3 separate regions of the Zea mays genome follow, and all the other regions are linked to region 3. Evidence: chromatin contacts called from public Hi-C data. All regions are on one chromosome and are shown on one strand. Each heading gives the region's core, a stretch centred on a gene start, on an enhancer-like site or on the middle of the called end of the contact. The rest is flanking DNA. Distances are from core to core; before and after follow the strand shown. Region 1 holds the start of LOC103626938 (anthocyanidin 5,3-O-glucosyltransferase). Region 2 has its middle 75 kb from the start of LOC103626938. Region 3 holds the start of LOC100285857 (dynein light chain LC6, flagellar outer arm).

Region 1 (2,700 bases), core at 110-2,609, 230 kb after region 3:
AAAGACAAGGAAATTTTGGAAACCCCACTGTAGTAGAATCCCCACAAAAACCTTTGAAATTTAGTTGAAGGCCAAAAGGAGAGCAATTTGTTGGTGTAAGGTGATGCACCTATGCCTAATGTCAGCAAAAAGGTCACAAACAAACCAAGGCAAGGGGATTTTCATCCTTAGTTGAAATAGTAGAGAAGAGGGAGGTGTCTCGAGAAGACGATGACGTCAAGGATGTTGGGGTGGGGAATTCTTCCCCTCCACGGAATTCTATATCAAAGTTTCCTTGGGTGCTAGGTAGCATTGATTGATAAGATTTTGGATTTGTGCCTTTGAGGCAGTAAATCGATCCCATTGTTGACGCATGTCAAGGTTCATTACCCGCTTACTACCACTGGCTGCAACGATGGACTAGGGAACCTTTAGGTGCCCTTCTTTAGGGCGGTTTTCTTTGGGTTACCATTTGTCTTGAAAGTGGTGGATGAAGAATTGATGAATAAATTGAGGGCATGAAAATATGAGAAGGTGGAAAGGGTGATGTTTGTTTGAGAGTGATGAGAAGACATTGTAGGGTTCCTCTGTTCCTAGCTTATATAGGTTAGGTACCATTGGGACGAGTCGCAAGCAGAAGCAAACAAAAAATGGCTCATTAATATTCCGACAAAAGTGTGTGGTCCCATACTTAGGTGGTATTTGGTTCCCACCTCATAAACTTTAGTCACTTTTTGTCCCTAAACTGGTAAATAGTATGACTAAACGAGGCCTCCCAAATAGTTCCTAAAGTTTAGGAGGGTGACTAAATAAACCAAACACCCCCTAAAAGTGACTAAAAGGATACCTTTTTACTATTTTAGTCACTTTACCTCTTCTTGTTTGGATCTTTAGCCCTAAAGTGACTAAACTTTAGTCAGTTTTGTTTTAGCTCCTTGGATCCAAATAGGCCCTTAGGCGGACAACCCAACTTAGTCCTCATATATTGCTTCAGAAGGGCTTTGATAGGGTTGACAATACAACTCTAAAACCGCTAGGACTCAAGATTGCCAAGTGCAAACCCTAGGATCCCTTGTGATCTCAAAGTACACCTCAAGTAACCAGTCCTAAGCTTAAGGGCTTGTTTGAATCTATGGTGCTAATGTTTAGCACTACACTTTTAGCTAGATTTTAGCATATAGAGATCCAAACCCGAGTGCTATAAGGTGCTAAAAGTGATATGCTAAACTTTAACAATACCTTCAAGGTATGTTAAAGTGAGCTAAAAGTGGTCTAGGACAAGGAAAATGATGTGCTAAGGCGAAAAAGATGCCTATAAAAATCAGACAAGTAAATGGTTTCTGAATGTGGGAGCTGGGAAATAGTTATGGAGTACCCCACATAGGGCCTTTAAGTCATATACGAAGATGCTAACTGGTTAATGAGCCACATGGGGTGGCTGATCTCAAGCTCAGCCAGCTTTCTTGTGTGGTCAACGTTGAAACCTACGCTCGTGGTAAATGGTTTCTAGAAAGTTAGCAAATCCAAACAGATCGGAAGCATCCTAGTGTGGAGTGTGGACCGCCAGCCAATAAGACTGGGCTTATCCCTAATCCCACGATAGATCATAGATGCCCTGGTCCCTCACTTTCACTAGCAAGAAAATTAATTAACAAGTCTACTGTACTATTTCTCCGGCAAGGCTCCACGGAGGTATAAGTTACGGCGAACCGCGTGCCGCGCCGCGCCGCGCCGGTAGTTCCACCTGAAAAGGAGACATGAAGCAGTCCGTCGTTCTTTACCCCAGCGCCGGCACCGGCCACGTCGTGCCGATGGCGGAGCTCGCCAAGGTCTTCATCAACCACGGCTTCGACGTCACCATGGTGGTTGTCCCTGAGTTCTCCAGCCAATTCAAGCGGGTCGCCGCGGCCAATCCGTCCATCTCTTTCCACGTCCTCCCGCCGGTCTCCCCGCCGCCTGCCGACGTCGCTGGCTCCGGCAAGCACCCGTTACTCTCCATGCTGAAGACGCTGCGACGGTACAACGAGGAGCTCGAGAGGTTCCTCTGCTCCGTGACCTCGCGGCAGCACCTGCACTCGCTGGTCATCGACATGTTCTGCGTCGACGCGATCGGCGTCGCCGCGAGGCTGGGCGTCCCCGCGTACACGTTTGCCCCGTCCAGCGCTTCAGCCCTGGCCGTTTTGACCCAGGTCCCCACGCTCCTGGCGAGTAGCCAGAGGGGTTTGAAGGAGCTCGGGGACACGCCCCTCGAGTTCCTCGGCGTTCCCCCCGTGCCGGCATCGCACCTGAACGCAGAGCTGCTGGAGCGGCCGGAGGAAGAGCTGTGCAGTACCGTGGCGAGCGTCTTCAGGCGCGGCATGGACACCAGGGGAGTTCTGGTGAACACTTTCCAGGCACTGGAAACCCGGGCGTTGCAGGCGCTCGGTGATCCCCGGTGTGTCCCGGGCAAGGCGGCGCTGCCTCCGATCTACTGCGTTGGGCCTTTAGTTGGCAACAGCGCACGGGATCCTCCTGCAAGAGCTGGTGAGAGGCATGATGAGTGCCTCAGATGGCTGGACGCCCAGCCGGAGCGCAGCGTTGTGTTCCTCTGCTTTGGGAGCATGGGTGCGTTCTCGCAGGAGCAGCTTAAGGAGATTGCCACTGGGCTGGACAAGTCCGGGCACCGGTTCCTGTGGGTCGTGCGCAGGCCGGCAAGTAGTATCTTCGACCCCAAGAGGTTCT
Region 2 (2,700 bases), core at 59-2,558, 150 kb after region 3:
ACTTAGTCCTTCTATAAATAAATGATAAGAAGAATAAATAATAATAATAATAATAATAATAATAATAATAATAATAATAATAATATGGTCAATAGTGGAGATTATATTCACATTATTATCAATTTTAGCGCTTGGAAATTTGAGGTTTTAAAATGGGAGTTTAAATTGGATTTGGATATCTGAAATTAAAATAGAAAAGAAAAGAACAAATGGAAAACCTTACCTGGGCCTCAATCGCCAATTCAGCCCAATGCTTCATTCACCGCGCGTGGCCCACTCTGCCAGCATTCTTGCGCGCGTCACTAGCACTGACAGCCATGGCCCAGTGACCAGCCACACACAGACGCTCACACATACCGTGTTTCCATGGCATGTGGGCCCTACCCGACGAACACCCACCGCGCGTGCTAACGCCTTCTGTTACGCAGGGCCCTTTTCGTTAGTTGCCCAGGTGTCTGTGCGTGGCCGATTCCTTGCGCTCACAGTCACTGTGAGGCGGGTCCCGCGTGTCAGCGCTATTCCTTCTTCGCAACGACTAGCGCGGACGCCGCCGCTAATGCCGGGTTTGTGGGCGACCTCCCGCTCGTCCCAGACCCGGTCTCCTGGATATAAATAGGACTTCCCCGTGACCCGTTTCGGCACTCACGCTCAGCCGAGAGATCCCGTCGTATTCGCCAGAGGGGGGGGAGAAAGCGGGAGAGAGGGAATTTGGAGGCCCACCGCCGCTGTGGGACTTCATCACGCCGCTGCCGTCGACCTCCACGTTGCACTGTTGTATGGGCGAGTAAAGGCAGTGCTAGGGCTTCAGCATCGCGTAGCGTTGCTACGCATAATGTTGGCCAACGGGATAGCGGCCTCGTCCACGTGGAATTGCTCACCGGGATTCTCCTCCGTCGTGTCCGCGTGGACATCTCTGCGCTCACCTACTCCTCTAGTAATTTTCGCCGCCCCTGACTCTGCCATAATCCATACATTGGAATGAGCTAGTCGGTTCGAGCTCGCGTGGATGGGGTCGAGGGGTATGGGATCGCCGACAATGGCCACCGCCGCGGGCTGGTTTGCGCCGTCGCGTCGGGGTCCGATTGGGGAGAAGAGTGCCCAACCGTTTGATCGGGTTTTGACGATTGGGATTTAATCCAGGTGCTGGTTGGCGCGGTTGATATCGGCATCATTGGTTATAGAGCAAACGACTAGGATTGAAAGCGCATACCCTTTTGCGGGATTTGATCCGTGGCCGTAGATCAGAGATCCAAAGGCTAGAGCGGTTTTAGGCAGGTGAGCGATTCTGGACCGTTGATCCTCGATCATGTGGTCGTCTTTGCGCGCCAGCTCGGGGGAATCGCGATCTAATCAAGCGCGTCAGAATCTGATCGGACGGTGGATATCGTCGCGTACCCTTTCGGCCGGGGAGTTTTACTTAAGAGCCCTCGGATTTTAATGGAATCAACCCGCCATCCACCACGGGGTAGATCTGTGTCTTGGAACTTTTCGCGCATTAACCTCTGAACTTTCCTGTAATTGAGGCCCAGCTAGAGAATTTTAAAATCTAGAAAAAGGGATTATAAAATGATTTTTAATGCAAAAATAAAGGCTAGAATTTGTTTAATTCATAGAAAATGCATACTTAGTCCAAATTAATTAATTCCAATTCCTATAATTTTATAATATTATTGTTTATCAAATAGTGCCACTGATTTGACATGAAAGCCATTTTAAAATTTATTTCCTAATTAATCTTAAATCAAGTACATAAAACCTTAGGAAATTCATAACTCCTCCATTTTAACTCCAATTTGATCCGTTCAAGTTGCGTTAGTCTCGTATAAATATTTACTATGCAATAACAACATTTATTATACCATTTCTCATTATTTTATGATTAGATCTTTACTTAACTCATGTTGGTTAATTTATAACTTAGATTAAAGCTGAGATAATTATTTATATAATAACCACTCATATGATTTACACTAACCAATTTATAATATAGTTTAATATTTTAATCACATAGATCCTCTATAGAATCATAACTCCTTGACCACGACTCCGATCTTAGCAGTTCTCGATCCCACGATCTCGTAGCAACGTGTAGATTATTATTATTCGGTTTGTACTTATGTTTGGTGTGATGTTAATTTTGTCTATACCAAGTTTGTTTGTGTTGCTACGACTAGCAGTGAGGTTTCGAGGATTTGAAGAATCACCCTGGTACCTAGAATTCTAAAGTGCCAGGCAAGTTGTGCCCTTGACCACTTTTATTACCCAATAATGTTATTTAATATCACTTATACATGCATAGGTTTAAATTTGATGGGACCCAATAGGTCACCCTAGTCTGTTTATCCTTTTTACATTGTTTACCGCTGAATTACTTGGGTAGTTTTGCTATTTCTTTATATGGTTTTGGGTTAATATTTTATTATATCCATGTTCCAATTATTCTGTTATTTTATTTATGTTCATGTCAAGATCATTATTGTTAATTGGAACATGGAGCTTAACTTGAGAAACACGTGCCACCGCAAGGGAGGAATGGGACCCCTTGGCTAACTAATTAGGAAAGCTAGTGGAATACTTCCTTACCCGAAAGGGGCAAGGGCAGTAGGGGACTTGCATGCAAGGAGGTTCTCGGGTTAATTTTGCTGCGGTGACGGTCAGACGAGGGATTCTTGCAAGTGCTCTTCCCATAAACTATAACGG
Region 3 (2,788 bases), core at 241-2,740:
TCTAATACTATACCATCAAATACTTTAATATTGTTGCAAAACTTTTAAAAAAAATAACTCCGAGATTTCAGATTTGGATGCCTCACATGCATAAAAACAGACGACATTGGATCAGATAAGAATCGATGCGCGCCACAGTTGCACTGTCACTGTGGATGAATATATTTGATCGGCTTCATTGGCTTTCTGAACGGCGTCGGCAGGGCTCACCGTCTCGACAGCGCAGAAACAGGACGTCTCGCTCCATTGTGGAGAAGAAGAAACGAAAACAAAGACCCCGTTGTGGTGGGTCCCATCTTTCGCTTTTGCGACAGGGGAAAAAACGAAAAAAGAGCAGAGGATAATTATCACGCGACCGGACAGCTCACACACGTCGCCATCGTCCGGACATTACTGAATGTACTGAACGCACTGACCGACAAATTGAAGGTGTTTGTCAGGCAGACAGGCAGGCAGCAGCTACAATATCCCAAGATATTTCTAGATATCAAATCAGGCACGGCACGTCGGCGGCACTTGCACGACTGAGCGCTGGTAGAGTCGGTCGATGCGAAGAACGAACGGAGGCAGAGATGGTTCGACGAGGAACGAGCGAAGCATGGCGCGATGTATTTACACTACTACACGGGCTGCTGGCCGTACAGGGTCTGAGCTTCTGGACATTACAAATGGCATATATAGATATATATAGATACTAGCTAGCAGTACAAAGTGCACGGTGTGATGGACGGAGACTTGGTTGATTAGGAGGCGACGGCAGCGGCGGCGGCGGCTGCGACGACGGCGGCCTTGAAGAGGAGGAAGGAGAGGCGCTCCATGGAGAAGTAGATGAAGGTGCCGCTGCTGTGGGTGAAGAAGCACCCGAAGTTGGCGCCCACCACGCACTGCCACCCGACGCCGTACCGCTTGTCGAACTCCTGTGTTCGTCGGAACGGACGGGAGGCAAGGATCGATCAGGGTGTCAGCGCCAGCACCAAGTGTCCTCAGGAATGATTTGAATCGTGATCTCATCCATCAATTAAAAATGTGACACGAGGACGGCGGCAGAGCAGAGAGAGGAGAGGAGAGGAGAGAGAACGTGCCGTCTTGATGTGGCCGGCGATGGCGCGGCAGTCGGCGACGTCGAAGAGGTCGAGCGCGCGCGAGGCCGCGGAGGTCGCCGCGTCCTGCATCCGCGCCGGCATGTCCGTGTCCTCCACCCGCGCCCTCCCCTCCAGCATTTCTTCCCCTCTCGCACACGCTGCTACGGCTACGCCTACGCCTACGCTAGCTACGCGGGAGGACCCGGCTGGCTGGCTGGCTTCGTTTGTTTCTTGATTCCGTGGGGGCAGACGGCGGAAGGAATATAAATGGAGGGGAGAAAAGGTTCCCGATAGAAGGACAGGGCCGGAAGGGAACAACGGGAATCTGCGGGAGGGAGGAGACGAGGCGAGAGGGTGATGGGTGTGGGCCCGCTGCTATTATTGCTCCTCCTCCTCCCATTCCGGAATGCACTTGCGTGTCCGCTCTATCTCTATCTTATCTTGGCTTGGCTTGTCTTCTTCCTGCTCCGCCTCCGGGCGTCGTGTTGTGGCGCGCTGGGGCGAGCGTCGGCGGTCGCGACGGCCGCCGGCCATCCGAGCCAGAGGCTCGGCTCCTCCACGACCACGAGTCCGTCACGGGACCACGGAGGAAATGGGCTACCAAGGATTCCTTCCTTCCGTAGCGGCCGGTTGGCCCATCTGCCCAATCCTTTTCTCTAACAAAAGAAAAAAAAAGGCCCAATCTCTTGACTCCTCATCGTCTGTCCAATTTCCTTCCACGTAAAATGGTGTATGCGTTCGAATGAAATTGTAAGTAGTAGCCTTTTTTCTATTTATTTGAGGTACATGTTTCCCACTTTTTCTATTTTTAAAAAAGTGACAAAAAGGTAACTCAGATACTACTATTTAGATATACGTGTACGTGCCTTGATCCACACAGATCAGAATAGAGTGGCAGTACAACTTGGCTCATCAACACACGTAGGTTGAGTTTGAGATTGAGATCAACACACGTGTATCTAAAACAAAGCCATAATAATTTAAATGGACGGGTTACTATTTTAGTCGGATCATATTGTTGCGCGACCAAACTGTCGTACAGTTAAACTATCGAAAGTAATAAAAACAATTCTAAAACAAACATGGATGTACTTCATTATATACTCTATCAATTTATCAAATTTTAGATTTTAATTCATCCTATATTAAGAGATATGAAAAGAGGAAAATATATCCAATACAAAAAAATTAAGTTTTTCTAACGAACTCAAAACGAGATCGACTTTACTTTTGGGTTGCTAAGTAGAGCATTGGATAAACCAAAGCTGTCGCAGAACCTCCCAAGTTATCGGGTTTACATGCACCTGTCATTGTCTCAAAGACCTCAAACGGCTATGCATGTGCACCAAACAACTTAATAGAATCTCTCCGAGTGCCCCGAGGACCCTGGATAAACGACTTACCGCCAAGATCGCAGGATTAAGTAAACACAACTCACATACAAACACTTGCAGCGGAAATAAATTCTTTATTACAAAATAATTACAAGTTACAACATTTACAAGTTATAGGCATATTACAATATATCATCGGAGTGATTACAAGAGAAATTGATACAAAAGATTACAATTTGAATATATAAAACATTTATAAGTTTTAAAATACATGCTAGCTTAAGTGACAATCCTCAATAAAGAAGCTAAAGATGGGATATACTTATATAAGAAGGCCAAGCCCACCGGCACTTAGCACCATCCACAACAGAA

Evidence for each region. Hi-C and Micro-C count contacts between places; a contact is called where the count stands out from the background.
Region 1: a contact with region 3 is called in a Hi-C map of endosperm, with 2.3 times the contacts expected there. The contact joins the promoter of LOC103626938 here to the promoter of LOC100285857 in region 3. A contact is called at or near these places in 2 of 25 Hi-C or Micro-C datasets (bundle sheath and endosperm).
Region 2: a Hi-C map of ear shows a contact between it and region 3, with 2.0 times the contacts expected there. The contact joins the enhancer-like site here to the promoter of LOC100285857 in region 3. A contact is called at or near these places in 3 of 25 Hi-C or Micro-C datasets (bundle sheath, ear and tassel).

Annotation. Positions count from the first base shown.
Region 1 is chr5:138,934,243-138,936,942 of Zm-B73-REFERENCE-NAM-5.0, reverse strand. LOC103626938 (anthocyanidin 5,3-O-glucosyltransferase) reads left to right here and starts at 1,359. Exons shown (of 1, transcript XM_008647299.4): 1 at 1,359-2,700. The coding sequence starts at 1,737.
Region 2 is chr5:139,009,354-139,012,053 of Zm-B73-REFERENCE-NAM-5.0, reverse strand. No RefSeq gene overlaps it. Among protein-coding and RNA genes, the nearest start is that of LOC103626938, 75 kb to the right of the region's middle. Within about 2 kb of position 1,308, at least 16 of the 20 cell types and tissues checked have an H3K27ac peak or open chromatin away from gene starts, as enhancers often do. A contact at or near this core is called in bundle sheath, ear and tassel, where this site is marked.
Region 3 is chr5:139,160,430-139,163,217 of Zm-B73-REFERENCE-NAM-5.0, reverse strand. It overlaps LOC100285857 (dynein light chain LC6, flagellar outer arm), which reads right to left and starts at 1,490. Exons shown (of 2, transcript NM_001158747.2): 1 at 1,083-1,490; 2 at 577-917. The coding sequence starts at 1,220. The coding sequence ends at 744.